Linked DNA regions of Mus musculus: regions 2, 3, 4, 5 and 6 are each linked to region 1. A link is a contact called in public HiChIP or PLAC-seq and Micro-C data. All regions are on one chromosome and are shown on one strand. Each heading gives the region's core, a stretch centred on a gene start, on an enhancer-like site or on the middle of the called end of the contact. The rest is flanking DNA. Distances are from core to core; before and after follow the strand shown.

Region 1 (4,955 bases), core at 281-2,780:
TCGGCCAAGTCTAAATAATGAGCCCAGGTCCAAGAAAATAAAAGCCAAACCCATATCTCCGCCCCCAAAAGGTGGGGCTCATGAAAAGGAGAAAGCACTTTACTGTTTTAATTTGCATTTCCTCATTTACTAATGAGGTCACACATTCCTTGGTTGTATTTTTTTCTTTTCTATTACATCTTGTCCTTTATCCATTTATTGATGGGAACTTAACATATATTTCTTGTGTGAACTTTATATTTCCCTCCATAAGCATCTTCTTGAGGAAGCTATGAGCCTCTGTGGACTCTTGTGCTCCACTGACTTGCCTGTTTACGTCAGAATTACTCAAAATCTGCTGTCTTAAAAACAACACTATACTCAAGCAGCCAACACCATCTTCGGTCCTCCGGGAGCTGGCTCGATTACCTTGGACAAGTCACTTTTCTGGGCCTCGGTCCCATTTGTAAAACTGGGGTAAAACAACAAGATATGCCTCCCTAACAGTTAGGACTGCTGTGATTAACAACGCCACAATGCCACTACCTTCCACTAAGTAGCAAACTAATCAGCTATCAATCAATCTCCTATCCTCAGATCATCGGAGAGCAAACTCGAACACTACTAGCGTGTTTTAGAATACAAAAACCGTCACCTTGACTGCAGAAACTTGAAGCAGGCCAGCCTGATACCTGCTATGGCTATTATCTTCCAGAGTCCTGACAGCAAACCGTGGAGACCCTGACAACCCCAGTCCTCTAAGACCCTTCATCCACCCGGGTCCTTAAACAAAAACGAATCCTGCAAGTGGGTAATCGGGACAGCCTATCTCGTCTTCTAGTCTGCCCACTCGATTATGAAGCCCGGGCGACAGACAATTCCGCTACTGGAATGTGACAGCACCCTTCAACGGCAAAGCGCCCGCCACCGCCGGGAATGGCGACACTGACCGACCTTCCCAAGCATCGCCTGCCTGCCGGGGAGGACCCGAGGGAGGCCGACTCGCCCAGCCCAAGGTCACTCGGGAGTCGACGCAGGCCGGGCTGGGTGCCGCCACCCTCCAGGCCGCCGGCTCCGCGCGCCCGCCGCTCACCTCAGCAGCGCCAGGAAGGCGGCGGGCTCCACGTCCGGCAGCTCGATCTCGGCCGACGTCGTGGCCATGCCGCCGTTGAACATGGCGTCGAAGACCGCGCTGCCGGCCGCCAGCACGAAGCGGTGGGCGGGGATGCGCTGCGGGCCCCCGGCGGCCGCCGCGCCTCGGCCCTTGCCCAGCACGAAACGCACATCGCTCAGCAGCTCCGAGTTGAAGAGGAAGGCGAAGCGCTCCTTGAGCGACGCCTTGGTGGCCTGCCAGTTGTACAGCGGCTCGCGCTGCAGGGGCAGCAGCGGCCCGAGAGCGGACGGCGAGGGAGCCGGTGGCGGCGGCGGAGGCGGCGGCGGGGCCGGAGGGCCGGGCTCCGCCTCAGCTCCGGTCGCCGGCTCCCCGGCCGCGGCTGACCCGAGCGAGGCCATCCTCCTGCTGCGCGGCTCCGCTCAAGCTGCGAGCACCCGGCGCGCCGCCGCCATGGTCGAGCCGCCCCGAGGCCGGCACCGCCCCCCTGCCTTCCGGGAAAGGCGCTTCCGGCCGCGCGCGCCCGCCCTCCCGCGGGGCCGCGTTGCTGAGGCGGGAGGCGCGCGGCCGCGAGAGGGTTGAGGGGCGTGCGGGCGCGCCGCGCTGATTCCTCAGGCCGCCTCCCGCTCCTCCCTTCAGGCTCGCCTCGCTCCCACCCGCGTCACCCTGCGAGGACGCCGCCTCAGCCCGCTTGGTGGATGAGCTGGACGTGGAAGGACCTCGAGGGCACGGCAAGGGAGTCTGTAGAGGAGAGACAGACACCCTGCTATTCTAAAGGCGGGATGGTGGCCCTGTCACAGCCCGGATGGCTGCATCACCCTTGGAAACCCCAGGCGGAGCTGAGAGGCTAGGAAGTCCACTGATCCCTCTCCCCGTCCGCAGTCTCTTTCTTACCCCTTCTGACTGTCGAGGCTCCACTCCGCCCTGTGAGAGAGTTCCTCTGCCATTTCCATGTCTAAGATTGAGGGCCTTCTTGCTCAACTCTCCTAGGCCTTGCTTTTGGTTCCAGTGCAGAAAAGCACTGGAACCACACCACCTTATGAGCCCTAGGATTTGAGTTGAGATTGGCTCATGCCTGTAATCCCAGTAAAATGGAAGGTTGAGGCAGGAACATGGCTGCAACTGGGAACCCAGCCTGGGTAGCAAATGAAGACCCACACACACACGCACGCACACACACACACACACACACACACACACACACACACACACACGTCTTAACTCCTTTCCCCTCAAAAACAAATGGGAAGGGTGCTGCCAGCTACATATCTTTGGGGGCAGTGTTCCTGTGTGGTTGTCATTATGTGGGAGCCTTTCTTGAACCCTGCAGCAATAAATAGATCCTAAGATAAGGCACTTGTTATAGGCAGAAGGAAAAGACCCAGAAAATGATTCTTTACGACACGAGAATAACTGGGGGGGGAGGGGGGGAACCTTCCGGCTTACAGATGTCAAGCAATCTAAGAGTCCTACGCTCCGAGTTTATAGTGGAATTGGACAAGAAATTTAAGCTGATTCTTTGAAAACAAAAGCAAGATACCAGAACCTTTCCCCTACCCCCATATTTTAATCTCTATTTTTAGGAATATTAAAAAACTCCGAAAAAGCTCTACTATTAATTTTGAAATATATACAATTCAATTCTCTGTTATGGGACTTTAGAAATAGAGTTGCAGTTGCCACCAAGCCTGATGACCCGAGTTTAATCCCAAGCACCTACAAGGTAGAGGGAGAGAACTAACTCCTGCAAGTTATCCTTTGACCTCTTGATGTCTAGTGTGACATCCCATAAAAATGGAATGTAATTTTAAAACATGGCTGGGTGTGATGATGCATACCTTTGAACCTGTGTCACAGGGGTTCACTTAGCTCTGTGAATTCCAGACCAGCCAGGGAGACCCTGTTCCAAAAATACTAAGTAAATAAAAATACCCTACAGGGCCAGAGAGATGGCTCAGCAGGTAAAGGTACTTTCTGCTAAGACTAAAGAACTGAATTTCATCCTGAGAGAGACCGATTGGCTGTCCTCTGCACTCCACAAGCACTGTGGTACTCCAGGATATGTATAGATCTACAGATACACAAAAATGAGTAATTAAAAAAAAATAAACTACAAAAAGAGCAGGGCACAGTGGCCCATGCCTTTAATCCCAGAATTAGGGAGGCGGAGGCAGGCAGCTTTCTGTGAGTTCCGGACCAACCTGGTCTACAAAGCAAGTTCCTACTCAGCCTGGGCTACAGAGTGAGACCTTGTCTCAAAACCAACCAACCAACCAACAACAGCAAAAATTCCAAAACTAGCTTCTGTCAGGTCCAAAGCTCCACTTCCTCCAAAATGGCAATGCTAGTGACATTGTCCTAAACAAGGATTTTGGGTAAACAGAGGATTGTTTATCTGTAAACAAGCCTAAAGGTTTCTATTTACTAGAAAAGCAGATCTCTTAAAGTGGTTGCTATTCACCAAGAATCTCCCTTAATCTTCCAGGAATCTGCTGGGTGGTAGTGTCTCAAGCTCACATACACACTTAGGCTTTAATTCTAGCAGGGAGGCAGAGGCAGGTTGATCTCTAAGTTCTAGGCCAGCCTTATCTACAGAGCCAGTTCCAAGACAGCCAGTGCAATACAGAGAAACCTTCTCCTAAAAAAAAAAAAAAAAAATTAAAAATCCTCCAGAAACCTTTCTTAATCTTCCCCCAAAGGTCAACTACCTCAGGCAAGGGCACCTAGTTTGAGATCAACCCAAACAACCTCTATCAGCTCAGATTCCCCACCCCTATGATGGTCACATAAAATCTACTGCTTTTCCACCATTTGCTCTTCTCTCTGCCCTAAATCCCCCTTGGTAGTTTTTCTGAGTCACTGTTTATATCTCCATTACTATGTTTTAACTGTAATTGTAAATGAAAATCTTTAAAACAATGAGTTCTTGTTACAGAAATACATAGACTTATGGGTTTAGCAATAATGTTATGGATAGCACATCAGAGATGTGACCACTCAGATACAGTTTATAGCCAATTCCTGATTCCAGTTGTTTAGGACCACACCCAGGCATTAGAGGACCTAGCTGTGGCCCTGAGTAGCCAGAACACAGGATTTTTGATGTTTTGAAGACAAAACCACTTACTGACATTTTGATAGGCCGCAGAGGAGTGGGGGGCTTTGGGTAAGCAAACCATTGTACAGAAATGAAGATAAGCAGTTAGCTGGAGGGGTTTCTGCACAAACAGGCAGGTTAACAGAAACTAAGGTAAGTTATCCAGGACATTTTGACCTTTGTTTCCAGAATAGAGTTGGTAATTTTCTATGGGATTCTTCATCAAGGAGATCAAATTCTAGCTAAAACTGAACTGGCCTCAGTAAGAATACAAGATGGAAGAGCCTTTGCACTGTCTTCTGTCACAATGTAGCAACCCACTTCTGGCTCATTCTCCCACCCACAACCGTACAGATATGAAAAATATATAAAAGAACTCTTGTGAGGGCATTGCTGAAGGAAAGATTATTCTGATACTTTAATAAAACACCATGGAATACTTTCATTAAGATTGATACAATGGGGCATTATAACAGAAGAAAAATTAGATTCAGCTGTGAATTCAGCAAAGCTAGCTAGGAATTTGTAGCCTAAGCAAAAGAGTAGACACATGGAAACTTTTAAGAGTATACATGAAGGCTAAGAGTTGGATGTTTGCTAAGACTGAGCTGGGCAGACCAAAAACAGGACAGGGGCCTTAGCTGACGCCTATTTGACGAGAGGGTACGGAAGAACCTTCCCAAAATGCCAAGAATTCGCAAGATCAAGTATCAGCACTATACAGTAATGGATATAGAGATCTTGAAACTTGAGGGGACAGAATCTTTC
Region 2 (4,900 bases), core at 1,666-4,165, 480 kb before region 1:
GATGCTATATGGGAGAAACAAAATATGTTCATGAGGTAGCCTAGCCTCAAATACTCAGAACTAATTACAAAGGCAAGTTTTCAATTCTAGGACTCAGAGTAAACATTAAAAACCTATCAGATTGAAAATGGTGTTCAATAGCAACATCTGTGGTGTTCAAGCAGGAAATGTCAAAGCCCCTAGCCAAGGAACAAAAACAGTCACGCCTACCTTACCCTAGTTGACACCATTGTCATTCAACTAGGCATGCTGACCCCAACAACCTTGCTTATCCAAGAAACTGAAGTTAACAGATAGCAAAACAGCTCTCCACCATGTCCTGAGAGCACAGTAGGACCTCCCTAAACCCTAGACTAGGTTTGTAAGTGTTCAGCCCTCCACCCGACCCTAACAGCAAGAACAATACAGACAAACTTGTTTTCAGGTTTATTGAAAATATGGCATAACAGATTAAACAGCTCCACGTGGTGTTTTGAAATTCATGCCAACTGTAGGCTGAGTGACCTGAAGGTTAGAGAGACTGCCAAAGTCCTGCAACAAAACAAGACACACGGTGAGCGGGCACTCTGCAACCCCAGCCCTTCAGCCAACAGACAGGGACTATCGGCCCCAGGAACTTTTCCAACACATACCCACCCGGCTAATGAACACTCCCCCTCCTACACCTAACTCTGATCCAACCTTCAAGCAGGTATTCCCTAGCCAGGACACACCAACAAACCCAAACCACTACAACAAAACCCTCGCCTGCCCTCCATAGCCAAGGATTCAGCACTCTTGTCACTACTCCCCAACTAAAGCCTAAAAGCCCATAAGCAGGTTCTTAGCATAGGTAAAGCTACAAAAGCAGCACACGGCACGGTCAGAGGGGCTCAGGGCTAGAGCCCCAAGAACATTCCCCAGCCTCAGTCAACACCTGAGAGGAAACCTAATGTACAAAGCACAAGGAGCGGAGGGTCAGGCCTGTCCCCAAGAACACTCAGTACCGGGAGCCCACCATGCTCTGGAGCCAAATGGTTTCAGAAGGCTGTGCTGAGAAAGACCAGCAGTGCTCCCAGCAAGCGTCAGCTGCTGTTTCACTGAGCCATGCGGGCACATGGGGAGAGTATCTGCTCACAATCACTAACAGCATGCTGGTCTCAGGCGCCTATCCCACCTTCTCATACTTATGCAAAAGAGCCAAGTCTCAGTCCGCTGAGATAAGCCACCCGTAAGATGGCTCAACTGTGACTAGCCCGACTACTGTAGAAATAACCAGGGAGGAAAGCAGGTAACAGCCAGAGCTGAAGGGGGCGGGGCAGGCCACAATTTAGGAGCCAGCCCCAAACAAGGAAAACACACCCCCGAATCATCACAGAACAAGCAGCTCCAGCCATTTAGAAACCAGATGTATTCAAGGATTCAGGCAACACTCACCAGGAGCTTCAGCATCTCCTTGGTGTCGGGATCCACCTCAATGATCTCCTGATCTAGGGCTGAGACCTGAGAGGGAAAGAATCAAGTTCAAATTATGAATGCGTGGGTTATCTTTCACCTCCTCTGCTCCCAACGCAACACATAACCTTAGCTGTCCTGGAAAGCACCATGTGGACCAGGCTGGCTTCGAGCTCAGACATCTGCCTCCCAAATGCTGAAACTAAAGCTGTGCACCACCACAGCCCACTTTATTCTTGTGTCAGAACCATCTAGTGTGCATTCAGAAAGCAGGGTTCACACTTGGATGTCAAGCTAACCACGTCGGGAGGCACTCTCACTGGGCTCCCATGTGAAAATGAATTTAGACCTCGCAGAGAAGCTCAAGGTCGGCTGATTACAGGCACCCTCGGCTGGGTGTGTTGGCCCACGCCTTTAATCCCAGCACTCAGAAGGCCGAGGTGGGTGGATCTCTCATCATTTTGAGGAAATAGATTAAGACTTCACTGACATCCAGCTGCGTTCCCACCTCAGGTGAGCCCCCAGGAAGAGGTGCAGAGGAAGACCCACAAATCTTACCTCAGGAACGTAGTTATCTCTCCTCTCTCTCTCTTCTTCCTGCAACTTGATAGAGATGCCTCTCACAGGCCCTCTCTGAATCCGCTTCATCAGATGCGTGACATAGCTACAAGCAATGCGAAACAGTGACCACCTCCCACCAGAACCGACTTTGTCTCTACATCAAGGTCGGTCTCACCATCGGAAAGACACACAGACACACACACAGCACTGTTCAGATGTCCACTCCTTACATCCTCACTCGCCGTCACCAGCCCTCCTCCGAATGTCATGTACCCCGACTGGTCTTATCCGTCGTACGGACACAACACTGCTATTTTTTTGCACAACACGGCCATAGTGGTAAAATGCGGGAAGCAGAGACCACAGCAGTAAGGTTTTGAGGCCGGAGCTCTGCCTTCAGCTACCGTAAGGAGCCCGAACTAAGACCACGTCGGCAAAACCCCACTGTGGCCAAGGCACACCTCCAGCCCTTCGGCGGGCCGTCTGGGGGGAGCGGAGGCACCGGCCCGGGCAGGCTCTCCGGCGGCCGCGGCCCCCACTCACCCGGCTATCTTGTTCCGAAGCTTCTTGCTGGGGATAATGGCGATCTCCTCGCACACGCGCTTGTTGGTGTGGAAGTCATTACCCAGACGCGTGTAGTACTTCTCGATGATGACCCGGGCAGCCTTCTTCACGGTCTTGGTGCGAACGCGGCCCTGAGGGTGGAGAGGGCAAAGTCACCGGGGAGCCCGCGCCTCCCGCGGAGGGGCCGCGGCGCGCACGACTTCATGCGGAAGCGCGCCAGGCCGCCGGTGACGGCGCCGGCCCCTCGCTGCGGACTTGAGGCCGCGACGAGCGGAGGATGGGCGAGGATTGAAAAGGACAGAGCCCTGGGAGCCAAACACCTACCATGTTGGCGGGTCTCGGTAAAAGAGGAAACAGGAAACACAAGAGAGGCCTATAAAGCGCGGCCAGAAAGCCGCTTCCGCCTGGCTCGCGAGAGTCCCACAGCGGCCCCTAGCGGAGTGGAGTGAGGCTGCCTGGCTGTGGGCGGGGCGAAAGTCTGCGCGTGCGCACGCCGGCAGCTCGGCCGTCTTGGTTTCCACTCCAAATAGTTCCGTGCTTCTCTTGGGCGTCCGGTGTGTTTTAATCTAGGAGTTACTTTGAGGTCCTGAGATGGAGCCTAAAGGAGGCCCGAGCTATGAAAGGCATAGTAGTAAACAGGGTCATCCCCGATTTCCACCCTACCCGCGCCTCTAGTCAGAGATTAGTAGGGTCTAGCCTAATTGGTGAGGTTCCTCTCATTTCCTGGTGTCACAGCAAACATCACCTAGAGTGGCTTTTCTTCTCATCCCAGCACAGTATTCCATTCGAGCTGCTCTTAAATGTCTGAGCACAATTACTTTTCTCAGCTAGGTTTGAGCTAAACAGGAAGGGCTAACCTCGAGTGCTTAAATCAGTGGCTGGCTCACAGAGAGGTCTCAAACACTTTTACCAACAAATTAGGATCTCAGTTAACTAGACTGTTCCCGATTAGTAGGGACACTATCTCCAACCTTCAGCTTCTTCCGGTTGTTCTGCCATAACCAAGCCCAAAGCAGGCTCTTACGCTACGACCCAGTGGCTTCATCTGTCCAGAGAGGGCCTTTCCTCCAGCTCTTTCCTGGGACAGGGTCCTGCGCTCAAACCTAAGGAGACCGTGCTGGCCACAGGGCATGTATCAAGGGGCCAAGGCTGTGCTTCATCCTTCAACTCATCTACGTCACTCTGGTTAGGTGAAGAGCTGAAAGTCCTTACTCTAAAAGTAGCTCATGGCGGGAGGAAAAAAGATGTCCTTGACCATGGACCCGGAAGAATACTGAAGAGACCAAAGGGTCTGTAATCCCTGGGGGTTGCATCGTACATTACCAGTGAATTCCCAATGAAGTGGAGGCCAGGCTCCAGATGCAAGACTAGACCTTACAGTCTTGCAGGAAGAGAACTCTTGGATTCTGAGGAGTAGTGAGTTTTTGCACCTTACAAGGATTTAAGTACCTAGGAGTCCCTCTCCCTCAGACTAGAGTTTCCCAAAGGACCAGTTCAGCATGCTGCCGTCTCCACTTGAAAAATCATCAGACCTGTCATGAAGCCATGGAGCCTGTTAGAAAAGCTAGTGTAAGGGCTGTGAAGAAACAAAGCACTGCAGCGTGTCCTGGTGCATACCTTAATCCCAGCACGTGGGATGAATGGTAGGCAGAATTCCTGAGCTTGAGGCCAGGCTGGCTTACATAAGGAGTTCCAGGACAAGGCCACAAAGAAAGACCCTGAATCAAAAAAGCAAAATAGTAACCACTCAGAAAGGAATTACATCAGCACAAGTGTGTCCAAGAGGAAGGAGGAACACGTCAGGGCTCACAGGAAAGCAGCCAGCAAATGGCTCCTGACATCTTGGGAGTTGTGCCTCTAGCATTCCTAGGGCTCCATGTGGAGGAGGCCTTGAGGGGCCAAGAAGTAAAATGTACAGGCAGGCCTCCTATTCTGATTGTAATCACCCAGGTACTAGACACTCCAGAGTGGCTGACCAGGATGTAACAAGTCCCATATAGGAGCAGGTCTCCGCATGTACCTCCCATCCCTCTGGGCTGGTATCCCATTAGTGAAAATCCATGAAAAGAGGACTGGTCTCTGGAATCTTCCCTGCTTGCTACCACACCCCACCACACACACACCCAGATACAGAGACAAAACTACAACTCTGCTGCAACGTGTTTATTATGTGCCAAAAAAATTACACCACAGCTTACTCCACACATCTGTAGGAGAGTGCAGTCTTGCCTGCATATACAACAATGAGGTAGAGACTTCACACACAGCTTCACAAAACCCACAGAGTAGCTGGGATATGCAACAATGCAACATCAGCTCAGCAGGAGGGAGGGGTTATGAC
Region 3 (4,415 bases), core at 1,338-3,837, 410 kb after region 1:
GTCCTGACCTCAAGATGTACCCTGATACTGCCAAGTTCCTGCTTCCCCGTGTAGTCGCCAAAAGAAAAATTTCCGCTGCCCCATCCTGCCTGCTGAGAAGTACTTCCTCTTTTTCCAGTGCCCCATCTCTCCTGCTGAGGTGCATTTCCTCTGCCCCATTCCTCCTGCTAAAAGGCACTTCCCCTTTTGCTTGTGCATTTAAACCTCGGGCCTGGCTAATACATTGGGGTCCTGATGCAATTCAGAACGTTTCCGTGTCGTTATTCGCACAAGACCCTCGTCTCTCTCTACCCCCCATTTGGTTCTTAGGAGAAGGTCCCCTCGAGACCCTCGAATAACTGGACCTGCTGGATGGGTCACAACTTGACACAGGCAGAGGCCAGTTGGGAAGAGGGTACCTTGTTTGGGAAAATTCGCCTACCCGATCCTGTGGGCAAGTCTGTCAGGTATTTTCTTGACTGGTGGTTGATACTGAAGGGTCCAGCTCGCTGTGGGTGATGCTACACATAGTTAGGTGGTCCTGGGGTGTATGTATAAGAAAAGAAACCAAGCAAGCCAGGAGAAGGAAGCCAGTAATCTGCATTCCTCCATTGCCTCTGCTTCCTGCCCTGGGTTCCTGCCCTGCCTTCCCTTCATGGTGGACTATAAAATGTTAGCTGGAATAAGCTCTTTCCTTCTTAAATAGCTTTCGATCCCATTGTTTAATCACAACCATAGAAACCTCACAGGACTGCAGTTTTCTGAGCTGCAGTTGATGTCAGTAACTAACAACTCGGTAAGTGGCAGACCAGGAGGGGAAGGCGACTTATAAATGTTGGTTTTAAAAGATGTTCAGAATATTCGAGAATATTTCCAGCAGATGACTAGGTGAAAAATATTGACGTTCAAGAGACTCCTGGATTTTCAAGTCAGTAGCATGTGTGTGCAGTTTAACTTTTCTGTGACCACAGGATGACAGCGGCAGGAAGATTAGTTAGGGCAAGGGAGAGCCAGGAGGCCAAGGATGTCACCCTGGGTGAACAGAGAGCAAGTGCAGAAGTCACTCAGGGGAAGAGGCCAAGGACAGTTTTACCAGAGGAATGGTCAGGATGCCTTGGAAAGGGTCTGCTAACTAGGAGCCACAGTCATCCCTGGGCTGCAGCAGAGGCGACTGATGGGGCAGATCCTGTGCAGCCCGGCTGTGAAGTGTGTCAGGATTGGGTGTGGCTAGGGATAGTGCAACTACAGAGCCGACTGACCTGGGCTCGAGTGGGAGGCCACAGTGTCTGCCCTCTGTGTTTAATGTCAGGGCCTCCATCTTTGCCGGCTGACGCAACCTCAATACATCTCATGGTCAGTGTGGGGAAAAGGAACAAAGAGGGACACTCGATGCTAAGAAATGAAAAGCCTCCCAGAAACTCCCACCGCAACTGACTTCCTTCCGTCTTGGTCTGATTAGCTACGAGAAAAGGGACTGCTTGTAGCTGGGATGGGGGCTGGAGAAATACAAACTATTCCAGCGAAGTGGTGTGTTGCCTGAGCCGGAACAAAATCTGCCACAGGGAGACTCGAGTCTTCATCCAGTGGGCAGAAGACAGAGGTGGCTTTAGTTGGGCTGAGAAAGGAGTGGGAAGGGAGAGAATGCCCGGGTCTGGTCTCCTTGGGAGGCTGTTGTTATAGGTATGGATTGGAGGAGCTCGAAGCCAGTAGAATGTGGCGACATAATGGGAGGTGGTCTTTCAGAATGTGAAAGGCTTAGGTCAATGTCAGATTGATCTGAGAGGGATCCCTGTATGCCTGCTCTTGGATAATGCACAGACACATGGAGTGTAAGACACATGGAATGTATGCAAGCTGACAAAAGGGTGTTCTAGAAACGAGCCTTCTAGAGTTAATAGGTTAGAGGAGAGAGAGTATGCACGGGGTGATAATCTGGAAAATACTACCTTGAAATGATCCACGTTCTGTCTTGTGTTTCCCACTCTGAGGATTATTGCAACACCCTGCACAGATCCTGTGCTCTAGGCAACAGTCCCGCATCAATGCTGGTTGCTGTTTAGGTCAACTTTACAGTAACCAGAGCCACCTGGAAGAGGGAACATCAGTTGAGAAAATGCCTTCATCGGATTGGCCTGTGGGCAAGTCTGTAGGGCATTTTTTGGATTAGTAATAGATGTGGAAGGCCCAGTCCACTGTGTGGGGTGCCACTCCTGGCTGGGTGGTTCTGGGATCTATAGGAAGGGAAGCTGAGCAAGCCATGGAGAGAAAGCCGGTAGGCAGTGTTCCTCCACGCCCACGCTTCAGTTCCTACCACCACTTCCCTTCATGGTAGACTTTACTGTAAGCTGTAAAATGAAATGAACCCTTTCCTCTCCAGGCTGCTTTCGGGCATGGGGTTTATTACAGAAATAGGAAACTAACCAGGATTATGTGATTATCATTTTCATGTGACCATTACAGTGTGATCATCCACTTGAAGTCCGTCCCCCTTGCTCAGCAGGGGCTGACCTCAGGCAGGCTGTTACCTTGGGTCCTCCTGAGGCTCTCCTACCAGATAGCTTCCTGCCCTGTGGGTGTGTAGGGGAGGAGTTGGAGAGAGGGAGAGAGAGAGAGGGAGAGAGAGAGAGAGAGAGAGAGTATAGGGAAGTTTCTGCTTGTTTGGTGCTGTGGCAGATGGCTTTGATCTCCAGGGTTCTGGCAGGTGTGGGGGCTGACTCCCTCACAGATGTGGCTGTTTCTCACGGAGCCCCCTCTGGCTAGTGTTTGGGAGCCTTTCAAGGTTTTAGGGGTGGTGCATCGTCTTTTTAAATTTTTAAGCATCTTTGGGGTGGATGGCCTCTGTAGCACCTTGAGATCTACTTCTGTCCTAGGGCTTATCTTGCATTTCCCTGGGTCTTGGGGGGCACACAAAGACATCCTCCCTCCCTCCCTCTCTTACTCCAGCTGGTTTAAGCTTCCCGATCATTGCTGTCTGTAGATAGAGATTTTTAAACTCCAGTTCTATAGATTTTTTAAAATGCTACCAATCTACTGACCTGATCTGAAGCTCACAGGGCCTTTGAGCAGGCCAAGAAAAATGAATGAGGAAATAAAACTATTGGACTTCATAAAGAAGAAATTAATGTTTTTTTAAGAAAAATAAATTAAACCTTAGCTCCAAGTGCTAAAACCAAAAGACTCTGGAAGATAGCTAACCACAATTTTCTCCCTCATACTTAATTCTTAGCAACATTAGATGTCAGGAAACAGTAGAACTCTCAGTGCCCAGAATAAGGAGGACGGACCACAGTCAAAAAGTCCAGTGATGTTCCTAGCCTGGTACACAGACGATATTAATTGTCTTAGTCTTCCCTGTTTTTGTTTTGCTCTTGTTATTGTTAAACAGTGCTGACATATAAAAGCCTTTTCCTGGAAAGCTTACAGATCAATATGTATGACTTACTGTCATAGTGTAAAAGAATGCATCGCTCTGTAGATGTAAGATGACATGACCAAGGTGTGGTGGCTCGTTTTTTTGTCACCTGCAGGTAGGAAGCAGAGGCAGGAGAGTCATGAGTTAGAGATCAGCCAGGTCTCATAGCAAGATTCTGTCTTAGAAAACAAAGCAAAACAATCAAGACCCCCAAAACCAAACGAGAAAAAGACAGAAGAGAGAATTGTCTGAGACTGATTACATCAGGGAGGGAATAGAGGGGCTTTGCCTAGCATATAGCTAAGCCAGTGTTAATATTTCACATTTCCTAGTTTTCAGTATTATCTCAAATCTATAAAACACTGTCTATGTTAAAGGAGCTACCTATGTCAAAGACTGGCTAATGTGCATTTTTATATAAAATGAAGGTTCTTGGGGCCATGGAGCTGGCTCAGCAGGGAAGCACCCTCACCGCACAGTTGTGACAACTCAGGTTCCATCCCTAGAATTCACTGGAAGGCGAGAATTGACTCCCTCAATGTCATCTGACTTCCAGTGAACTTAGAATCCCTTCCGGAAATAAGCCCACACCAGGCCTGAGGACAACCTCACTTGGTGTCAGGCAAGACAGTCAGGGACTGGATGCATGGTTCAGAGCAGCCTCAGCAGAGGGGCTGAAGCCAGACTTCTTTCCGCTTCTCATCTCTTGGTGGTCCGCTGGGCTGGTTCCTTCAGTATCTTCCTAAGGAACAGTGACTTAAGCTTTGTCACTTATATTTTTAGTTCACCTAAAAATCCCAAACTGTCCTGAGGTTCTGGGCTTCAGGGAAGTGCAGAGGGAAGTGCAGAGACACGGCTCCCGTGTGTGTGTGTGTGTGTGTGTGTGTGTGTGTGTGTGTGTGTGTGTGTGTGTGTGTGTGTGAGAGAGAGAGAGAGAGAGAGAGAGAGAGAGAGAGAGAGAAAACGAGAACACAGTCTGAGATGTGGGAACCTGAACCTGATATTCCCTGACACCCAAGCATCT
Region 4 (4,792 bases), core at 1,082-3,581, 330 kb before region 1:
AATTGGGACCTCCTCTCCACCCGTAGTTACCCGCTTATTCCCATTCCTTTCAATCTCCCTCCCCCTGCGCCGGTCTCCTTCCTCATCAACCGTCCATGTTGCCTTTTCTGCAAGCAACACCGCCTTCTGGGTGTCAGCTGGTACCTGGGTTGAGATGAGGGACTGAAGAAACAGGAAAAGTGCAGTGAGGTTGGGCCAAGGCCAATCTCTCCCAATTCCAATAACCTCAGTAGCAAACATGCATTCATTTGCTCCTTGCTACAATTCTCCAGATCAGTTGAATATTCTTATTTTCAGGAGGAAATTGAAGAACATCAACTCTTGCTAATCTGTGTCCACATGACCATCAGGGTCTCATATAATAAATACCATTGCATTTTTTTTTCTATAATGAACTGAAAAATCCAGTTTAGTTCCTCGTCTTTTCTGGGAACAGAGGGTGATTTCACTGCCTGGGTTATATCTAAGGTTTGATTTCAGAGGTGGTGGGGGCAGATCGACAGAGAGAGAGAGAGGGAGAGACGGAGACAGAGAGACAGAAACAGGGGGGGGGGAGTGGAGGGGAGTGAAGGTAAGATATGGAAACAAGTGACCATGACCATGACCATGACCCCAGGGCTCTGGGTATCTTTGTGTTCTTGTGCCCTTTGGTCAGGAGTCATCTACCTAACATCCGCCGAATAGGGAGAGCGCTTCTTTACTTCCAGCTTCCCTCTCATCCCGTCTTACCCACCGAGTCAAGCAAAAGTCACAGCTATGGAAGAGGGTGAATTGTCCTAACCCCTGCAGAGGTGGCTGCCACCCTGCCCGAGGAAGAGACAAGATGAGCCAAGGACTTCTGCTCCATTTACCTGGCACTTGAAGCTCATCTAGGGAGAGAGAAACCAGTCATTACCACCTGCTGCTTCACCTCTGCCCTCCCACTCTGATGGCTCAATAGCTGCATGCTGTGTCTTAAGTCTGCACTAGGTGGCTGGTCACAGATTGAGAGACCTATGTCACCTCTCCATATGGGACATCAAAAAGTCCCCCCTCTCTGTCTCTCTGTCTCTCTCTCTCTTTCTGTCTCTCTGTTTCTCTCTACAGAGACTCTGTCTCCCTCCCTCCCTCTCTGCCTGCCTTCCTCCTTTCCACCCTCACTCCTTCCTTCATCTTCCTCATCTGTGAACTGGGAACAATAAGGTTGGAGAACTGGGCATCCCTGTGAAGCTCTAAGAGCTCTTTGTGATTAACCAAGGCCAGAGGGCAGGGTTTGTTTATCTAAGGTCTGGCTGGCTCCTAAACTTGCACATTTGCCTGTGCATGCGCATTTGGGCGCCAAGTGGAAGGCTGGGGAGAGTACATCTTTCTCAGCTCAGAGGAGAAGAACAATGGCCACCAAAGGCTGGTGGCCTCCCTGTGACCTCTGCCTCCAAGATCAGAGGGAATCAATCATTCAACTGGAAAGTCCAGACACCCCCTCGTATTTCCCCCTGGGGTTGGGGGTGCAGGCAGGGAAGCACTCTGGACGCTGTGCCTATGCCTTGCTCCTTCAAACAGGAATCCGGTCCATGGCTGACATTCTACCCGTAATGATAATAATGTGTATTGCCAAAAGCTGTATGAAGACTCCAGTGAGCTCTAATAACAGTGTCCTGTAGATTCTATTGTCTTTCTCATTTAGAAGAAGGGGGAAGTGGGGCTCGGGTGGGGCTTGGGGAGGTTGGAAAGGTTACATCGAAAAAGTTGTAAACCAGTATTCAAACTGAGGCAATCTGACTAAATCAGCAGATAGGACTTCCAATGCTGGAGACTTTCTCGAAAGGCATAGGGAACCCCTGCCTCCAGCCCCCAGCACCAGGAAGTATAGACCCTGCTTTCTTCCTTACGAGAGAAACATTTAGCAATCATTTAGTCAAGTAGTAAAGGGAGAAAGAGCAACGCCCTGGAACCATCAGTGCTAAGAGACCAGCATCCCAGTCCCACTGCCCAGGGCCTGACAGCACTGCCCAGCCTGTCGGAAACACTTGCTTGGAGGTCTGAGCCTTTCCTTCTCTCACCCTGGCTATCAGAAGCACAGCAGTGGCAGAGGTGTTCCTGTGACTGGACCCCTTTGGGGGGGCTGCTCCCAGCCAGGCACCTATGCCTAAAGCAAGGTCAGAGAGGCGGTCTAACTTTTCTGACTGTCCTTCTTCTGGAGGCTCTAGTCATGGCGACCCCACCCTAATTTTAGCCCTTAATGCAAGCAGCTTACCTTGCAGTGACCACCTCACTCCCTTTGTCTTCTGTGGCCAGAGGAAAGAGGGCAAGTTGGCCGTGGAGCTAGCAGATAAAGGGGCTAACCAGGAAGTCCTGGGGCCAGATTCTGAGTATCAGTGCCCAAGCCAATCTGACCGAGGCAATGGTGGTTTTTTTTAGATATGACCCTGGGGCAGGCGAGAAGCCTGAGCCTGAGGGCTGGCGTCCAGGTAAGTGAAGGGTGCCTCTTTCCCCTCCTCCCACCTTTCAACATTTGATATCTGATATGAAGACTACCTGTTTGTCTCAACACCATTTCCTCGCCCTTCCCTGGCCTCGGGAACTCAGCACTTTGTCTGCACCCTCCCTTGGTCAGAGACTAGGAGCTAGCTTTCAATCCCCATGGGCTTACTGAAGTTTGCTTTAATGGTCTGTGAGTGTGAATAGGTTTCACATTTTTGCAGTTTGGGTGTAGTGTTCTGCAGGTGTATGCTAGGTTAAGATGGTTGGTGATACTGTTCATGCCACCTCATATAAACTTTGTTCCTTTTTATACAGTTTTCTGTCGGTTAAAAGGGATGGTACGGCTTGTTATCTAGCTTCAGGACTGTCTTCCTTTCATTTTGTTAGATTTTTGCTCTATGGAATTTGAAACTCTTAGTGCATGTAGAAGCATTCTATGGTTGCGACATCTTTGGGTGAGCTGACATTTATCACTAGGAATGTCCCCCTGTACCTCTGCTAAGGTTTGAGCTGAAGACTTATCTAATGTCATGCTTGCTAATTGCATCTGTGTCTTTTATCCTATTTACTTTCCTCTTCCCCCTTTGACTTATCTGCTGTGTCTTTATTTTTGATTTGAGATGGGGGGGGGGGTCTCACTTGTTGCTCAGGCTCGTCTCAACTCTAGGCTCCAATGATCTCCTCACTCAGCCTGTTGAGTGTCTAAAACCATGGATGCACACCATGTTCCTGGCTTTAAACCACTGTAGTTAAAATACATTATAATAGACTATAACTGGGTCTTCCTCTTCACTGTATAGACATTTAATGCCACATTCGAAATGGTTAGACTTTGGTCTGCCATGACCTACCTGCCTTTCCCTTCTGGATATGTGTGTATGTTCTTTTGTTCCACCTTTCTTGTCTCCTTTTGGTATATTTGAATATTTTTTTTTTTTACTAATTCATTTTAAGATGGGCATGCTAACACACATCTGAAATCCCAACACCCAGGAGGCTGAAGTGGGATGATTTGAAAGTTTGAGATCAGCTCAGGCTACATAGTACATTCCAGATGGGCCTGGTTTATACAGCCTGTGTCATATGAGACCCTGACTCAAGTAGATCCCATTTTAATTATTTGCTGGTCTTTAGCTCCAGTTCCTTGTCTTAGCTATTAACAGTCTCTTTAGAGATTGCAATATAACTAGTTTCCAGGCTGGCTAGTTAGCATAATTGGTTAGAACCTGGTCCTAATAATAACCAGTTTACACAAGCTACTTAGTTAGAGACCTTGCAACTACACATTGAGTGTAGACACCATCAGTACTGTAAGTCTGGTACCTCCATCTGGTACCACCATCCCTGTCCATCTTTTATGTAATGTTTGTCATTGTACTGTACACCCACAGGTCAATTTTATACATTTTTGCTTTAAACCGCGGTGGATTTTAAGAATTAAGAGAGATGCCCTTTATCATTACGTGCTCGAAGGTCTAATCATTTCTCTGATATGGTTCCCTTTAAGCGGACGACTTTTCTTCAGTGTTTCTCGGGAGCAGCGGGATGATGTGAACTCTCCTAGTTCTATTTGAAAACATCCTTGTCTTTATTCATCCTCTCAGACACAGGACTGTGTTCCGGTGTCCGTTTTTTTAGCCCTGGCCCTGTGGAGACTTTTCTCCATGACATCTGAACACCATCCTTCCAAGTGAGAAGCTGACAGTGTGCCTGCTGTTGACCCTTCCAGCACGAGTCGTCCCTGGCTGCTCTCGCTCTTTCCTTATCTTTGCTCTCAGAGGTTTGTGATGTGTGCAGAGGCCTTATCTTCACATTTACCTTGTCACTGGCCCAGCGACTTTAATGTGAATTTGTCTTCCACCTTTTGCTTTCATTTCTTCACATTTTCTGCTTCACATTTTCTTTCCCCAATTAATGTCACAACCCTGATATATCTAATATATTTTTACTTGAAGCCAGATACCTATCAGTCTTTTTTTCATTTACCTTTTCTTACAGCATCCCCACTTGCTACTAAAATTATCTTAGAGTTTTAAATTTATTTTTAATTCTATAATTTCTTTTCGTTGTTGTTATTGGATTTTTTTTGTTTGTATGCTTTGTTTTTTGTGACAAGTTCTCACTATGTACCTCTGGTCCCGTGGAACTCAATCTGTAGATCAGGCTGGCCTTAAACTAGTGTCAATCCTCTTTCTCAAAAAGTATAGAGCAAGAAATATTAAAATTTGAGAAATATACCATGTTATATTTAAAGGAGAGCTCGTTAGGCTTATAGATTTCCCAGCAGAAATTCTGAAGGCTGAGATGGGCTTTAATAAAGTACTTCAAGTTC
Region 5 (4,738 bases), core at 1,426-3,925, 430 kb after region 1:
ACAAGATATAAGGCCAGCGCTTGTATAACTCCCATTAGAGTCTCTGAGTATTACCTCCAAAAGTTTGGAACCAATCCTGGAGGTGACTTTGCTTCTCACTGGTTGCTGTAGAGCAGTCTCAGGTTCCTTTGAGGTCACGTCTCATATTAAGAATTGGAACAAGCCTGCTTGACCTCTGTCCTCAGCCTACGAAGTGAAAACTCCTGCCAAGTGGATTGAGGAGCCCACAGGCTCTGTAGTTTAAACGACACTGTTTATTGGACTTAGTTCCTGGGGTGGGGTGGGGTGGGGGGATGGTGGGGTGGGGTGGGGGATGGTGGGGTGGGGTGGGGTGGGGTGGGGGGATGGTGGGGTGGGGTGGGGTGGGGTGGGGGATGGTGGGGTGGGGTGGGGTGGGGGATGGTGGGGTAGGGTGGGGTGGGGTGAGGGATGGTGGGGTGGGGGGTGGTGGTGGCCCGCAGATGAGACTGTCCTGCTCGTTCTCTCAGCTGGGTCAGTTGGTGCCTGTGGTTCTGGGGCATGAGTGTGTGGAGGCTGGCGCCCCTTTACCTTTCTGCCTAGTAGGGCTTGTTCACAGGCAGAGGGTTTCAGGGGAGTGGGTGGAAGCACACAGGTCTCTTTCTAGCTAGGCTTGGTTCTGTGTGGTCAAAACAAGTCATGGGGCCACGCTGTTAGTGGGGCAATAGAACGCTAGTTCTTTTTTTTTGTTTGTTTGTTTTAAATTTTCGGAGACAGGGTTTCTCTGTGTAATTCTGCGTCCTGAGTGCTGAGGTTAAACACATGTGCCACCATACCAGGCTCTGCTAGCCATGTTTGTAAGCCATTCTTTCCAGGAAATCCTGTGTCACATAATTAATTTAAGCTAAACTCTGTGTCTGTTTACCACACCCACACCTCCTTATCTCATAGCAATAGTGTGTGTGTGTGTGTGTGTGTGTGTGTGTGTGTGTGTGTGTGTGAGAGAGAGAGAGAGAGTAGGGCAGGCAGTCAGACGAAACCGTGCCTGTATGTAAGGGATCTGCAGTCCCCTTAACTTACTTACTGCGACTTTATACATGTGTCAACACTCTAAAGCCATAAGTAAATCACAGTGAAGTACTTTTTAAAGACAACACGCTTTGTTATGGCAGTCCGTTCTCCTTGTTCACGAAGCCAGATCCATTGGGGCCGGAGTCACTTTTCTGAAAGGCTTCTCTAAGTGGTTGTGTTGGTCTTTAGAGACCTGTCTGCCATGCCCTCTGGCTTGCCAGGCTGCGATCTGTGGCCTCTGCCTCCCTTTCAATGTCTTCTTCCGTCCTCCCCTTGAGCAGTCTTCACTTGGGAGTGAAACTCCTTACTGTTTTGTGAGCACACTGATCTCTCATTATCTAGGGACATTTTTTGGTGGTCAGAGTGGTGTGGCAGATGTGTGCATGTGTTTGTGTGTGTGCACATGAGTGTGCACAGTGAGCACATGACTTCTATTATCATTTAGCGGTAGACAGCAGGGATGCTGCTAAGCCTCTCTTATTGTACAGATAGCCACAAAGGATAGGAACTGTGCTCAGTATCAAACCACCCTTCCCATTCCTCTCAGTTTTCCTTTTTGAAAACACCACCACATCCCAGAAGACCTTTCCCGCTGTGCTGCACACTGAAATGTCACTGTCCTTAAAAAACAAACTCAAATGCCACGCATTCTAGGAGTCAGGTCTTGAATGATCTGCCTCCTGCTCTGCAGACGAGATACTTTCTAAGCAGCCCTGAGAGTCTGTCAAGTTGATGAATTGATAATAGTTTGCATTTGGTCCTAGTATTTGTCCGTTTTTACCGCCTGTCTCTTACATTCAGGCTGTTGGGGTGCTGCTAACTCTTGTCACTCTTGTGTCCCTAGCTGTCTTGTCACTGCGTGTATTAGAACTGCTTTGTGCCATCTGATGAGGATGGGTGCATGATAAAGCTTAGACAAATGGGAAGTGTACATTGTTCCATGATCTTTTCTTTTCTCATTAGTAGCTGTTGTGGTGTGCGTGTGTGTGTGCATGCACCCGCACGCATGCCACAGTGCACATATAGAAGTCTGGGAACAACCTTGTGGAGTTGGTTCTCTCCTTCTACCTCTACGTGGGCTCCAGGGCTCGAACTCAGGAACCTTTAAAATTACTGGCTGCTCTTCCAGAGGGCCTGGGTTCGAGTCCCAGCACCCACATGGCAGCTCACTGTCTGTAACTAATGTTCCAGGGATAGATATGCAGGCAAAACCCCAGTGTACAGAAAACCAAAAATCCAACAACGCCAGAGCCAAGATTTTTGTCACTAATTTCAATGAAAGGAATATAGAGAATCTTTGTTCAGTGAAAGCATTTGTGTTTGTTTTTGCAGCTGTTTAGTGAAAAAATAAGTGGTGCCGAAGGAACGAAGCTAGATGAAGAATTTCTGAACATGGAAAAGGTAAAGCTTTTTGAACATGTGACGGGTTAGAAATGGGCTGTCTGTGCCCGAGAGAGAACCGCCTACTATTGGGAATATGACCTGGAGTGGGAATCCAGAATGTTCAAATGCAAGCATGGGGTGCAGAGTCGGGAAGGCAGGACCCCAGTGCTTCCCAGCCCAAGCCAGGATCAGGTTGAACCACATCTAGTCTGGGCAAGTTGAGGAAGGAAACGGAATGTGACTAACTGGTTCCCCTAGTGGCCAGCTGTCAGAATGCATAACATGTGGGCCTTGGCAACAACTCCAGGGCCAAATGGTGCTCATATGTCTTAGAGAGTCAACTGTGTCTCAAGGCTTGTGTGACAAGGCTTTTCCGATTTATAACAACTGATTTATCATTTGGTAATCTAGGCTGTTGTTCCCATCTGTTTCAGCAGCTGCACAGCAAATACTTTTCTGCCATTAGAACCGACATATCAGCTGTGATACAGAGATAAGTATGTGTGCCCGGCTGGCCTCACATGGGGGCATCTAGAATCATATATGCAGATGAAATAATTTAGAAGAGTGTTCCTGGCTTGGCACTCCAATGATGGACTGCAGACTCTGTCCCCTGTCCTGTCCCCTGGTCATCTACCTGGAGAGTGGCTCTGGTGCAGTCGGAGCTGGGTCCACACTGCTCTGCTTCCTCCCCTTTGTCTTGGGCCCTTTGAGCAGAGCTTGTCCTAACGATTAGATTCCTCAGACCGGAGCTGGGGGCCTGGGTGTGGCCGGCAGTGCAGGTTGGGGGAAAGCCCGCTCTGGGTGTGGGTTGGGAGGGCATTCTCTTTAATGTAGGTAGGACCTGGCCAGCCTTCCTCCAGGAAGTGCCCGAGAGGTGTTTTTTTTTGTTTTTTGTTTTGTTTTTTTTTTGTTTTGTTTTGTTTTGTTTTTTCGAGACAGGGTTTCTCTGTGTAGCCCTGGCTGTCCTGGAACTCACTTTGTAGACCAGGCTGGCCTTGAACTCAGAAATCCGCCTGCCTCTGCCTCCCGAGTGCTGGGATTAAAGGCATGCGCCACCACGCCCGGTTTCCTAGAAGTGTTAAGACCCTAAGAAGAGAAGCTTATTTTGTGTTTGATTTTGAAAAAAGAAATTCTGTGCATTGAAAACCCTTTCAACATGTTAATATCATTGACATATCTAAAGTTGATTTTTAAATTTATTAATATATATAATGATAGGATGTATATGGCTTCTTTACCAACTAGATTATTCAATTCATATGCTATACTTAAAAACAAACATCTGGAGTTATGTTATTGGGTTTAGAGTCAAGGTCTGGGCGCTGGCAGCTCTGACAAGCTGGGTTCAGACAGTAAGTAACACCCATCCATGGCATCTGCATCAGCTCCTGTATCCTGACCTGCTTGTTCTCAACAAGCCCGTTAAAGAGGCAGGTGGCAGGGCAAACCTGGGCAGAGCAGCTTATTCAGTGTAGCCCCGTCTGCACCAAGAGAAACACACGAACATTCCATGTGAAAGGAGGCTCTGATTTCAATAGTAGGCTGAGGCGTGTATAACGAGGCAGCGCTGGTCAGGGTGTGGCTGAGGCATGGGTAATTAATCTAGGCCGTGCTGCTTCAGGTCCTGGCCCCAACTTTGCCTCTGTCTCTGCTTCATCTCTTCTGAAAGGTGGATCTTAAGTTGTCAGATGGGGTCTTAGTCAGGGTTTCTATTCCTGCACAAACATCATGACCAAGAAGCAGTTGGGGAGGAAAGGGTTTATTCGGCTTACACTTCTACACCAAAGGAAGTCAGGACTGGAACTCAAGCAGGTCAGGAAGCAGGAGCTGATGCAGAGGCATGGAGGGATGTTACTTACTGGCTTGCTTCCGCTGTCTTGCTTAGCTTGCTTTCATATAGAACCCAGGACTACCAGCTCAGAGATGGTCCCACCCACAATGGGCCCTTCCATCCTTGATCATTAATTGAGAAAATGCCCCACAGATGGATCTCATGGAGGCATTTCCTAAAGGGAGGCTCCTTTTTCTGTGATAACTCCAGCTTGTGTCAAGTTGACACACAAAACAAGCCAGTACAGATGGTATGAAACCGCTTTCTCCTTTGCTGGGCACCAGGGCTTCCTCGGATCCTCTCACATAGCATAGCATCCTGGGAAAGTCCAGTATCAGATAACCAATGGGGTGGTGGACAGGAGGGGGACGGACAGGAGGGGGACAGACAGGAGGGGTTTCTTAGGAATGTCTTCACTCCTGATGGGGCAGGTGAAGTTTTAGCTGATGGACTGAGGTTCCTTTTGTTTATTCCTGTTTAGATTTTTCCCTC
Region 6 (4,409 bases), core at 575-3,074, 370 kb before region 1:
CCCGAATCACCTAAGAGGTGGCCTGGAGAAAGCTGGTACACGCGTGCCTTTCCAGAACACTAAACTCGACCCACTGGCCCCAGCAAATGACGCAGCCCAGCAGTTTACCCAGGTGCCAGAAGAGAGTGGGGAGGCAGCCCGGTAGCCAGGGAGACCAAAGGAAGCAGTTGCCAGAGAAATGCGTTCATCAGAGTCGGGCCTGGAGGCCGCGGTGGGGGATGGGGCGGCCTGAGGCTGGCAGCCCCAGGCTATTCCAGGTCTCCGGTGCTTCCGACATTTCCACAGGCTTAATTCTATCTGAGGGCAGGGCAGAGTCAGCCTGCAAGGCACAAAGTGCCACTACAGAGCACGGTGCTAACTAACGCCTGCGAGGCTGCACAGAACGAGGCTGCATAGGACCCTGGAGCCCAGGTGCTCCGTGCTTTCTGGTGTTGCGGGCCACTTTGCAGGAACCGTGGCCTTGCAGAGCCCCCTGGAAATGAGGCTCGTGACCGTGAGAGGCTGGAACCGCACAGCAACCCACACGGGTGGCCTGCGCTGCCCACCGAGGACGCTCTTTGCTGACATGGGTCCCCCTGCCTAGGCATGGGCCTCCCCCCACACACACCCCGTTGCGTCTAGGCCCCCAGTGAAGCAGCCTTGTCAGCCCTACCCGCCCAGCGTCCAGCCTCCGCTCCCCCAAACCAGAGGTCAGGGCTGGAGGCCACGCGAGCCCATCTGCAACCCGACACCCCCGAATTTGGACACCTGGCCTTGCTGGCTGAGAAACGCTGAGCGACACCCTCGAGGCCACATGAGTGCGTCCCGCCAGGCCGCCCGAGTGAGGCAAGCGGACGCCGCCGAGGACTAGCTGGCTTCCCGCCTGCGCCCCCTCGCGGGCTGCTCAACTCCTCCTCCCCTCCGGGCCCGCGCCCCCCAGCCCCGCGAGGCTCCCGGGGACAGCCCTCGAAGCCCGGTCACACGCACGTGCGACCTCACCTGGCCCGGTCCACCCTCGGGGCTAGGGCTCCGGGAGCAATCGAACGTGTGAAGCCACGTGACTTCCCCGGGCTTGGAAAGAGCGCGGCCCGCACGAGGGGCCCGAGACCTCGGCTTTAAAGGAGCCATGTCAGCGCCGTCGTGGCGCGTCTCCCCCTGCGCCGCCCCAGCCTGAGGGGGTCTCCGCGGCTCGCTGCTGCGCCGCCCGCAGCGAGCCGCCAGCCCCTGCCTCCTGCGGGACGCCAAGGCGACTCTCGGGGAGAGAGAGAGAAGGAAAGAGAGAGACGGGAGCCGCGGGCACCGCCGGCCAGCCGGCCGGCCGCTCGAGCTCTCCCGTGCGACGGCTGCGGAAAAAGGAAGTGTTGGCGTCCGGGCGCCCGTCCGCGCGGCCGGCTCCTGTCTGGACGTATGTTCGAGGCCACCGAGAGTTGTGCAAGTGCAGCTCCGAGGCCCCGGCGGTCGCCCCCGAAGGGCCGCGGCGCCTTTAAGCCCAAAGGCCTGAGTCACGAGGAAGCTCCCTGCCCCTCCCCGCGCGCCCCACACCGCTCCACGAGGCCCACGACCGCGGGCATGTGACCGGCGCCCCGCCCGGGACGCTAACCCGGGCGGCGGTGAGGGGGCCCTGTGAAGTGGCGAGACTGCGCGCGGACCGTTAGCCGAGGCGGCCGGCGGGGACAGCAGCCCCGCCCGGCCCGGCCCCGCCCCGCCCCGGCGGCTCTTACCAGAGAGAAAGCCATGGGGTCCGGCGTGGCCCTAAGGGACTGGCGGGCGGGCGGGCGCGCGGGCCGGCGGGTCTGTGCGGCGCGGGACGCGCACACACGTGGGCACTATTTTTGCAGCGAGCAGCGCACGACTCCGCACCCCGGCGGCTTATAAAGCTCCGCGGCGCTGGCCTGACGAGGAGCACCTGTGTCGGCCCCGCCCGGCCTCGTCCCCGCCCCCGCCCCCTGCGCTCCTTCCTGCCGTCCAGACCCGCGCTCCGCCGCCCACCCTGGGCCTGGGGGTCCGAACGGGGGGTGGGGGTTAGTTCTGAGGCTCGAGCCAAGACAGACCACCACTGCCTCCCCGGAGCCCGAGGGGGCTCAGGCCTGAGCAAGTCCCTCGCCCGGTGACCCTGACCATTTCACTCTCCCGCGGGCCTCAGTTTCCCTACAGATTTACAAGACCCTGGGATGCCCCGCTGCGCCGGTGACGTGCGCCCCCCCCCCAAAAAAACGTATAACCACGCCTCTCCTTTGCTAGTGACCTCTCGGGTGGAAGCCCCGGTGGCACCGAACCCAGCCCCTCCACCCATCCCCACCTGCAGCAGACACGCCCTCACTTCAGACCGACTGCCACTGCATCTGGAGCGAGCTGGAACCCGGAGCGCAGGCGTCAGGGGATTCGGGAAAGTTCCGAAAACAGCAGTGATCCTCTTCGGATTGCAGTTCCCCAGGGAAACCGCTCCCGACGCTCCCTCCAGAATGACAGGACGCTTTACTGACAAAATTCGGGGCAAGAGATCAGGGTGAGCGAAGCTGTTGTTCCGAGAGGCGTCATGGGCCAGCTAGGGCTGGACCAGACCGGAAGCCCAAGCGAGCGCAGAGGCGGAGATGGCATTCCGGGCTGCAGACCAGGGAAGGCGGAGAGGGAGGAATGCACTGAGAGGCTCAATCTGACTAAGACCAGCTAATGCGTGTTGGTGCCACAGGAGGGAAGCCCGAGCCCAGTTTCTGAAGGGCTTTTATTCTGCAGCTAGCTGGAAACTAGAGGAAAGGTGAACAAGCTTGGAAGTTGCCAGGTCTCTTTTAAGGTGTTGCTGGAGAGTTGGAGGTGGGAAATAAGCCACTAGGTTGGTTAAGAAAGAGAACAGAGCTTATTGAACATTTCTAAGTGTTTTATATGTTATACTTTTTATTCAGCGCGTATTATACTCAAGGTTCCTCCTGACAGGTGAAGAAGCTGTTACCAACTTGCTGGCAGGTTTGTGAGGCAGGAACGTATAAGCTTCTGCCCAGGGTATTAAGAAAGGAAGCCTACGGTCCTAGCCTAGTGTGTTTGGAGAAGGTGGGGAAGAGGACAGATGCTGGAGTTAAAGTGCAGAGGGAGCTGAATGACAGCTGGCTAGTCTCCATTCTGTGGTCGTTCCCAAGGGTTACTGAAGTCCTAAGCAGAAAGGGTGGTTACAGTATGGAGAACCCATCCCCTTAGGAGCAGCCCAACCCCCATCTTGGCAGCATAGGCCTGATAAATCAAACCTAGTATTTCTTGCTTCTCTTCTCTTCCTATTCTGAGAGGTGCCACACTTAGATGCCTACAACATGGGAACTGTAAGTGAGGGTGTATGAGATGCTCTGAAGACCCAAGGCATATCTGGAAAGACCGATGGCATCTATGACTAAGACATCCATGGTGGCTTAGGCCCATAACTGCAATACTATCACAGATGAGGCAGAAGGAGGGGTGCCTTGCATCCGAAGGCAGTTAGGAACTACAGTCTGAAGGAAGTCTACCTCAAGGAAATAAATTAATTAATTAACTAATTAATTAAATGGAAGGAATAGGTTAGCCGATAGGCATCAGAAACCTCTAAAATATCTCATCTTAAGGTCGCCATGTACCTTAGTAGCTGCCAATTTGTGATCCTTCACATCCAGTCCTCCCTGACCCAAAGTTAAACAAGATAAGAATCTAAGACTTGAAATGGCACCTGAGGGCCTATGGGAATGGATACCTGAAAAAATATAAAGTTTCAAGCTCCCAGCCTATAAGAAAGTAACTTTGAACACAGATTTCTGCTGCTAAATCACCGTCCCTAAACCTAGCCAAAGGCAGGAGGAGTGGAGTATTTTCTGGGCATTCAAGCGTGTACTTCTCACACTTCTAAATGCTTTGCTTGTTAACTCATAGGTAAAGAGGCTGCTGTTCAAAGAAGGAACATGCTTGGCTTCAGCTGTTTGGGAGACTGAGGCAGGAGGGAGGATTGCAAATTTAAAGCCAGCCTGTGAGGACAACTTAGTAAGCCTGTGTGCCCCTACCCTACATTCCCTCACCACACCCCCAGACTCAAGAGTAGAGTTGGGAATATAATCAATAGGTGTGCTTGTCTAGTACATACAAGACTCCAGGGTCAACCCCCAGTATACTACAAAAGAAGGCAATTAAGTGACTTCCTCAAGGACCCCTTGCCAACAGGGGCAAATGGAGAACTCAGACCTGTCGTTTTCTGTTTTCATAGTCTGATGAGAGTAAAACCTTTGGCATCTCCAGCTTCCTTTCATATTTTACATCTATTATTTATTTGTGTGATATGGATACAAGTGGAGGTCAGAAGACACTCGCAGCTCTCTCCTTCTACTCTGTGGGTCATGGGGCTTGAGCTCAGGTCATCAAGCTTGGTAGCAAATGTCTTTACCTGGTGAACCATCTTGCCCTGCCTCACCCCACCCATT

What was found. A called contact is a pair of places that touch in the nucleus more often than the background predicts. HiChIP or PLAC-seq counts read pairs in DNA pulled down with a chosen protein or histone mark.
Region 2: a Micro-C map of embryonic stem cells shows a contact between it and region 1, with 3 times the contacts expected there. The contact joins the promoter of Rps17 here to the promoter of Btbd1 in region 1. A contact is called at or near these places in 2 of 39 promoter capture datasets (neural stem cells and second pharyngeal arch cranial neural crest), 2 of 484 Hi-C or Micro-C datasets (embryonic stem cells and pre-megakaryocyte-erythroid progenitors), 3 of 115 datasets of contacts at active chromatin or transcription factors (astrocytes, effector CD8 T cells and memory CD8 T cells) and 1 of 9 other capture datasets (liver).
Region 3: a contact with region 1 is called in an H3K27ac HiChIP or PLAC-seq map of trophoblast stem cells, with 4 times the contacts expected there. The contact joins the enhancer-like site here to the promoter of Btbd1 in region 1. A contact is called at or near these places in 6 of 115 datasets of contacts at active chromatin or transcription factors (embryonic forebrain, embryonic limb bud, embryonic stem cells and 3 more).
Region 4: an H3K27ac HiChIP or PLAC-seq map of stem cell-derived neural progenitor cells shows a contact between it and region 1, with 4 times the contacts expected there. The contact joins the promoter of BC048679 here to the promoter of Btbd1 in region 1. A contact is called at or near these places in 2 of 115 datasets of contacts at active chromatin or transcription factors (astrocytes and stem cell-derived neural progenitor cells).
Region 5: an H3K27ac HiChIP or PLAC-seq map of embryonic stem cells shows a contact between it and region 1, with 4 times the contacts expected there. The contact joins the enhancer-like site here to the promoter of Btbd1 in region 1. A contact is called at or near these places in 2 of 39 promoter capture datasets (hippocampal neurons and pre-B cells), 1 of 15 datasets of contacts at CTCF or cohesin (the NIH/3T3 cell line), 1 of 484 Hi-C or Micro-C datasets (embryonic stem cells) and 5 of 115 datasets of contacts at active chromatin or transcription factors (SST interneurons, embryonic forebrain, embryonic limb bud and 2 more).
Region 6: a contact with region 1 is called in an H3K4me3 HiChIP or PLAC-seq map of embryonic forebrain, with 4 times the contacts expected there. The contact joins the promoter of Cpeb1 here to the promoter of Btbd1 in region 1. A contact is called at or near these places in 1 of 39 promoter capture datasets (cranial neural crest) and 3 of 115 datasets of contacts at active chromatin or transcription factors (astrocytes, double positive thymocytes and embryonic forebrain).

Annotation. Positions count from the first base shown.
Region 1 is chr7:81,827,901-81,832,855 of GRCm38.p6, forward strand. Btbd1 (BTB (POZ) domain containing 1) reads right to left here and starts at 1,531. Exons shown (of 8, transcript NM_146193.2): 1 at 1,073-1,531. The coding sequence starts at 1,491.
Region 2 is chr7:81,342,319-81,347,218 of GRCm38.p6, forward strand. Rps17 (ribosomal protein S17) reads right to left here and starts at 2,916. Exons shown (of 5, transcript NM_009092.3): 1 at 2,884-2,916; 2 at 2,539-2,690; 3 at 1,993-2,098; 4 at 1,417-1,482; 5 at 415-531. The coding sequence starts at 2,886. The coding sequence ends at 451. It overlaps Cpeb1 (cytoplasmic polyadenylation element binding protein 1), which reads right to left. Exons shown (of 12, transcript NM_007755.5): 12 at 4,708-4,900.
Region 3 is chr7:82,238,359-82,242,773 of GRCm38.p6, forward strand. All of the region lies in intron 1 of Sh3gl3 (SH3-domain GRB2-like 3), which reads left to right. Gm32903 (a long non-coding RNA gene) reads right to left here. Exons shown (of 7, transcript XR_003946814.1): 5 at 3,422-3,500; 6 at 1,926-2,065. Among named protein-coding and RNA genes, the nearest start is that of Gm32903, 15 kb to the right of the region's middle. Within about 2 kb of position 2,588, at least 25 of the 459 cell types and tissues checked have an H3K27ac peak or open chromatin away from gene starts, as enhancers often do. A contact at or near this core is called in trophoblast stem cells, where this site is marked.
Region 4 is chr7:81,495,999-81,500,790 of GRCm38.p6, forward strand. It overlaps BC048679 (cDNA sequence BC048679), which reads right to left and starts at 2,332. Exons shown (of 6, transcript NM_001193274.1): 1 at 2,234-2,332; 2 at 852-869; 3 at 145-162. The coding sequence starts at 869.
Region 5 is chr7:82,257,771-82,262,508 of GRCm38.p6, forward strand. Sh3gl3 (SH3-domain GRB2-like 3) reads left to right here. Exons shown (of 9, transcript NM_017400.7): 2 at 2,362-2,430. Among named protein-coding and RNA genes, the nearest start is that of Gm32903, 4.2 kb to the left of the region's middle. Within about 2 kb of position 2,676, at least 4 of the 459 cell types and tissues checked have an H3K27ac peak or open chromatin away from gene starts, as enhancers often do. A contact at or near this core is called in embryonic stem cells, where this site is marked.
Region 6 is chr7:81,452,934-81,457,342 of GRCm38.p6, forward strand. Cpeb1 (cytoplasmic polyadenylation element binding protein 1) reads right to left here and starts at 1,825. Exons shown (of 12, transcript NM_007755.5): 1 at 1,701-1,825. The coding sequence starts at 1,715.